Linked DNA regions of Zea mays: region 2 is linked to region 1. A link is a contact called in public Hi-C data. All regions are on one chromosome and are shown on one strand. Each heading gives the region's core, a stretch centred on a gene start, on an enhancer-like site or on the middle of the called end of the contact. The rest is flanking DNA. Distances are from core to core; before and after follow the strand shown. Region 1 overlaps LOC103630226 (UDP-glucuronic acid decarboxylase 2). Region 2 holds the start of LOC100276626 (DUF538 family protein).

Region 1 (3,305 bases), core at 436-2,935:
TCAACATCATATGATTCAGATTAGAAATTTACACGGTTGCATGGAAGGGTTATTCAGATTAGAAATTTACACGGTTGCATGGAAGGGTTGGTTTGCACCAGATACGTTCTTGTTTCATCTTCACAACTGCTTGTTCGTTCGTTTCTTTGCTCAAGTCTAGTTTTTGAGAGCAGGATAGGCATCCTACGCCTAGCTTCAACAAAGAACTAGAACCATCAAAGAAGGGCATACATACATTTGCAAAATGACAGGATTTATACCATATATATGATGCTATGCTCTCAACAAAGAATTAGATCATCCGGGTTCATCTCCAACTGTTCAACTGAACTTTTTTTGTATAGCTAAGGACTGAGAGAACTGAGAAAGAAAAAATACAGGGGAAAAAAAGAATGGCATTACAGCATCAGCCGTGCCGAGGTATTCCAGTAACACATTCCCAACGAACTACGTGGCCCATAGCTTTTGTCAGTAAGGAGAGAGCAACCAAGCAGCTAGAAGCAGGGCCACCAAAAATTTCCATGTCATGTGCGCTCCTTCATCCTAACCTTGCTGGTTTCCGGTGGTGGTGGCAGCAGCGTCTTGGTCGCCGAAGATGCGCTTGCGGAAGTCGGAGACCATGAGGGGAAGGCCCTCACGCAGGGGGATCTTCGGCTCCCACCCGAGGAACTCCTTGGCGCGGCTGATGTCGGGCTTGCGCTTGTGCGGGTCGTCCTGGGTGTTCTTGCGGAACTCGATCCGTGCGTTGGGGTCGATGGTGTCCTGGACAACCTTGGCAAGCTCAAGCATGGTGAACTCGCCAGGGTTACCCAGGTTGAATGGCCCCACATGCTCGCCTTCCATCAGCTTCATCAGACCCTCAACCTGGGAGAAGACCCCAATCAGTACATTGAATGCAAAGAATAAAATTCCTAGTAATGAATACTTCAAGCATCCCACTGGCTAGGCCACTAGGCCACAGGAAAAGCCAAATCAAGGGTTTCTTTTTTTTTTCAATATATGTTGGCCAGAGATAGACCTACCAGATCAGAAACATATTGGAAACTCCTGGTTTGCTTTCCATCACCATAAACCGTCAAGGGCTCCTTCCTCAGTGCCTGCAACCATAATCGCACGTAATTTAATTTCTGTGATACAAGACCAATTGTCATATCTTTTGGGTTCTGTAGATAGAATAGACAGCACTGCGCATATTTACCTGAGCAACAAAGTTACTGACAACACGGCCATCGTCAATGCACATGCGAGGGCCATATGTATTGAAGATACGTGCGATCCTAACCTGAAACAGAAAGAAACCACCAAAATGAATATACTTGGTCGCAGATGAAATGGAATTCCATCCACTAAACCGACATTTTGGATCGTTGACTTACCTCAAGGTTGGCACCACGGTGGTAATCCATGGTCAACGTTTCAGCTGTACGCTTGCCCTCATCGTAACAGCTCCTGACACCTGTCATTGAGAAATCGTACCCATCAGTAAAACTCGCAAAGAGCAAGGCAAGAGCTTGCCTACTTTGTAAATAATCCAACGAGTATCCAACAGCCAACAAGTACTACGTGAATAACTCAACAAACTTCATTCATTATTTTAGGTGCAGTGGTTGGTGGGTGTTTGGTTAGGCATAACTGGTCAAGTATAGTTGTGTCCCCCCCCCTCTTGCTTTATTGAAAAGGAATCCACAAAGTGGCCCTCTTGGACCAAATTCCACCTACCAACATGGTCCCTTCCCACCAAAAAGAATCAAAGCATGCCAGAACCCACCAAGCTAAGATTCCATGGCCAGCATCTCAAGAGAGTAAGATTCCAAATGCCTTTCTGCATATTGCTTATACAAGGCCTCTTTCATGCAACAGTAAGCTTCAAGTCTGGACCAGCACTATTTTCTGAAAAGGGCTCATTCCTGCTTTCTACAGCTCGGGGTAAAAAAAATATAAGCACAGATTTGACAACGTAGACCCGTCCTCTTTGCAACAGTACATTGTCCACCAGCTTGCATTTCCCTCCCTCCCCCTTGCTCTCCTTTTTGTGGTTTTGCTCATCCAAAATCATGTCACTAAAAGACTATGGCTGCAGGGTAACATATTTAGGACAACCCCTCAGTGGTCTATGCTCGCTCCAAAGGTCATACAAAAGCATGACAAAGAAAGAATGAGCATGAGAGATCATTTATTTGGGGCTGACAGTTCCCTGCTAAAAGGAGGATCCGGCTATGTCTTTGACATATGCATGACCTAACTAACAATTAGCTAACCTCATCACGCTAGATCTAAGAAAAATGAATGATTAATTGTCACTGCAAGAAATTAATTTCAAGAGATCAACAAAGAGAGTGTAAACGAGAAGAGCTAGTACCGATGGGATTGACATTGCCCCAGTAAGTCTCCACCTGCGGGTGCTGGAGAGGATCACCATAGACCTCACTGGTACTGGTGAGGAGGAACCTGGCGTTGATCCTCTTTGCTAATCCGAGCATGTTCAGAGTCCCAACCACATTGGTCTTGTGCTATCACAAAGGTTAAGGCTAACACGAACCATCTCAAGAAAGCAAAACGAGCAGAAACTAAATGAATCAGCCAGACACCCTTTTTCACTTTGTTACATTGCTACTCCACATTCAGTTGCAAAACAAGTAAAGCATAAGGAAATTTCGTGAAGTGAACAGTAAGCGAAGTTGCTTAGAAAGCGGAAAAGGCAAAGGCCACTTGGACGTCAACTTTTGTGTTGTTGAAAATTGAAATGCGCCCTTTATGTCAGAAGTAAGCAAAGTACATAACTAACCCAGATCCATGCGCACCGTGCGCTTACTTTTTGCTTTCATTAACGGATCATGAAGCAAAGTAAAACGGTACGGAGCAATTGAGTTCAGATCACAGCTATAGCTTTCGCTAGTACGTTTTTCCTGTTTCAAATGCACGGGAAAATGCAGCAAGCATTCAGAAGCATAAAAAACAGTTTTTTTAAGAAAAACACACACACACATAAATTATTTCGACAGAAAAAATGATGTGATGATTTGAGATCTTCAATTGCATCTGAAGAATCTGAGTTCAACTGAACATTTGTCACCAGATTTCATAGAAAGACGCAAAAAAAGATCTTTTTTTTTGCGTTGAATGAAAAGGGAGGATTGCCCTTGAGCAAAGGGCAGCCTAGCAGACAGAGATCTGAAACGGCCAAGCTCTGGTGGCTCTGCTTTCCCTCAGTTGAGCAGAAAACTCCAAAAAACGAAGTGAAACGTGGCACAAATTCGAGCTCCGGACAAAATTCTCCTTCCGTGGAAGGAAATCGTAGTTCTGGG
Region 2 (3,401 bases), core at 297-2,796, 190 kb before region 1:
CTGATGTCGGTTAGACAAGGACAACTGTAGGTGGGCCTAATTACTTGGGAGGTTCCGTCACACCAGCTGGGTGCCAAAATCTCTCCGGCTGCCACGACGGCATGTACTTAGGGCACTAGCTCTCCCCGCTAGACACGTAGCACTCTGCTACACCCCATTGTACACCTGGATCCTCTCCTTACGCCTATAAAAGGAAGGACCAGGGCCCTCTTAGAGGAGGTTGGCCGCGCGGGGACGAGGACGAGACAAGCGCTCGCTTGGAAGCCGCTCGCTCCCTCACCCGCGTGGACGCTTGTAACCCCCTACTGCAAGCGCACCCGACCTGGGCGCGGGACGAACACGAAGGCCGCGGGATTCCCACCTCTCTCACGCCGGTCTCCGGCCGCCTCGCTTCTCCCCCCTTCGCGCTCGCCCTCGCGCTCGATCCATCTGGGCTGGGGCACGCGGCGACACTCACTCGTCGGCCCAAGGGACCCCCGGTCTCGAAACGCCGACATATACCTATTAGTTTAGTTTCGGAGAAAAAACTTGTAGGAAGTCAAGTATTTACTTGACTTAGGTTATCAGTCGTCACTTGTCAAGTAGTGATGGGCAGACGTTATGGCGAGTGAGAGGGCATAGACCCCAGTCAAATTTATGGTTCATGTGGACTTCCTATCTTAACTACTGTAGCTATAAAAGGCTATTAGTTAGGGGGTGTTTAGTTTCTAGGGACTAATGTTTAGTCCCTTCATTTTGTTCCATTTTAGTATATAAATTGACAAATATAGAAACTAAAATAGAGTTTTAGTTTCTATATTTGATAATTTTGTAACTAAAGTGAAATAAAATGTAGGGGCTAAAAATTAGTCCCTAGAAACCAAACGCCCCTTAGTAAGCCTCAATTTAGTCCTTCACTCAGTAGTAGTTGGGCCCACTCGAATTTTGAGCTAGTCTGTCCCTAGTGATGGGTGTCAGCGGGAGGATTCCTGTGTGTGAGGAACAACTCTTCGGGGCTCATACTCACCGCACGTCTCAACAAACACGACATAAACACTAGCTGCTGACCTGCTGTGTCGTATGCTGTGAAGCCAAGCAGCAGTCGCCCTCGCTCTCTCATTGCCTTCTTTTATTCAATGGGTTAATGGTTGCACGTACGTAGTACTTGATTTGAATTCATGTTTACGCACAATGATTCTTTTGGCAATAACCTTGTCTAAAATAGGAGCAAAAAAATCTAAAATAGGGCTATAATAAGTATGTAGTCTATTACTACGGAGAATCAAATCTAAGTTCATGTGGAGATGATTAGTGAGTCTAGTTTAACTAGAAGATGTGGTTGAGTATCTATGTTTTAACCACCTAGTTTCTGACTTCTCGTCAACTCAAATTTAGATCAAGATACATATCTTGTCTCAGTAAAAAAAAACACCTGGTTTTTTATAGGTTTTGGTGTTATTTTTTTTAGTGTCGTGCGATTGCTATTGTTAAATGACCCTTGAATTAAAAGGTTTAATCAAATACCATTTTTCATAAAATCCCACCGAGCACCAGCGTACCTCCTTCACAGCGCACCATAAAATCTAATCCGTCTCCTTCCTCTTGTTCACCAAAGCAAACCGAAGCCGCACTCTACCGCGCTCCTCCCGAACCACAGCTATGCTCGCCCACCGCCTCCTCCTCCTCCTCGCCGTCGCCGCGGCGAGCGGCACCGCCTTCGCTAAGCCGACGGCGTACGAAGCCCTCGCTGACTACGACTTCCCGCCGGGGATCCTCCCCAAGGGCGTGGTCGCCTACACGCTCGACAACGCCACGGGCGCCTTCACGGCCACGCTCGACGCCTCCGCGTCCGGCAGCGGGTCCTCCGTCTGCGAGTTCTCCATCCAGGGCTCCTACTCGCTCCGCTACCAGACCAAGATCACCGGAAAGATCGCCCCCGACCACCTCACCGACCTCGAGGGCGTCTCCGTCAAGGTCCTCTTCTTCTGGCTCAACATCGTCGAGGTCACCCGGCGCGGCGACAACCTCGAGTTCTCCGTCGGCATCGTCTCCGCGGACTTCGGGATTGAAAACTTCCTCGAGTGCCCCACCTGTGGCTGCGGGTTCGACTGCAACAACCTGCTCATGCTGCAGAAGCCCGGCGCCGCCACCGCCAAGCTGCGCCTGCGGGGTGCCTTCTAGAACTCCACTTCTGCAGATTTGGTGACTGCTGCTGTAAGCTGCCTCGACTAGTAGTGCTGTATGTCTAGTAGATGTGGGTTAATAAAGAGGGCAAACTTGAAAGATCCCAGCTTTTAGATGTGGGATGGGGTAACCAAGTTCAGGACTCGATGTCATGTTTCACCAATTGTTTCAGACAGTTCTAGGAACAGTCAGAGAAGCAATTAAGACCTTTCAAATATTTTAATTTATACGTCTCTATGGAAATTGTCTTATTTCCATTGAGATGTTTGCCCCTCATGTGAATTAGTTTGTGAAGTGGTGATAGTTGAATCCCATGGATATGGATGGTTGCTTAAATGCTTGTTTTGGTTGTTAGTTCAAGACTTCATTAGTTTTTTCGTTTCCATTAAGACAAAATATTTATTCTCACACAGTTGGGAGAAGCTTAAATCAGTAATAGAGTAACTTTTTACATTATCAGAGCAGCAGTATGTTTCTTTCTGTGATTTCACTTCAGAAGTAATCAGATTTTAAGAAGTGAGCTAACCTTTTCTCCTTAAAAATAGTAGAATTGCAACAATATTTAAGTTATTGATTTTTTATTTCTTTCTAGTTGGAAAATATTGATGACAAATGAAAGTATAATGTGTTAATTTGCTGTGGTTGAATTGACCATTATGGATGATGTGCTTTAACTGTCTGTTATTTTAGTTGGTTTATTAAGACTTCTTTATTTGCCATTTCGAGAAGGAATTATAAATATGTCATTGTGCGTGTATGGAGAGAGAGGAAGGCTAATTTGGTAGAGATGGGCACACTACTGTTTTGTTCCAAAAAGAGTGGAATTGCTTAGTACAAAGCACTATGTACCTTTTGACATGTTAATTTCTGCTTCACTATAGCTAGTTTACTATCATCTTCCGTTCTCTTCTCAAACATGCAGAAGAGCTGCATATCATTACATTAATAGAAGAAAAGAGTTACAACACACAGACATGCTAGTTTGTTATTATTGTTTAGTTATGTTTATACTTTGCTTTTCTATACTTCTCAGCTTTTATTTTGATAGCAAATTCACAAAGAACTTGATGCCACACTTCATGTACTATTTCAGACTGTTTAGAGAGACACGAGAAGGGATTAAGATCCATCATCTGTTCTAATTATGAGTCCATTGTGGAAATTGTGTTATTTCCCTTGTGATGGGTGCTGTATGTGAATTAATTTGTGAAGTTAGTTGTTGAATCCAATGGTTATGG

Evidence for each region. A called contact is a pair of places that touch in the nucleus more often than the background predicts.
Region 2: a contact with region 1 is called in a Hi-C map of ear, with 2.6 times the contacts expected there. The contact joins the promoter of LOC100276626 here to the enhancer-like site in region 1. A contact is called at or near these places in 2 of 25 Hi-C or Micro-C datasets (ear and tassel).

Annotation. Positions count from the first base shown.
Region 1 is chr6:149,303,736-149,307,040 of Zm-B73-REFERENCE-NAM-5.0, reverse strand. It overlaps LOC103630226 (UDP-glucuronic acid decarboxylase 2), which reads right to left. Exons shown (of 6, transcript XM_008651297.3): 2 at 2,360-2,507; 3 at 1,377-1,456; 4 at 1,199-1,282; 5 at 1,023-1,097; 6 at 233-864. The coding sequence ends at 544. Among protein-coding and RNA genes, the nearest start is that of LOC103630226, 3.0 kb to the right of the region's middle. Within about 2 kb of position 1,685, at least 18 of the 20 cell types and tissues checked have an H3K27ac peak or open chromatin away from gene starts, as enhancers often do. A contact at or near this core is called in ear and tassel, where this site is marked.
Region 2 is chr6:149,488,843-149,492,243 of Zm-B73-REFERENCE-NAM-5.0, reverse strand. LOC100276626 (DUF538 family protein) reads left to right here and starts at 1,546. Exons shown (of 1, transcript NM_001150370.2): 1 at 1,546-2,494. The coding sequence starts at 1,639. The coding sequence ends at 2,160.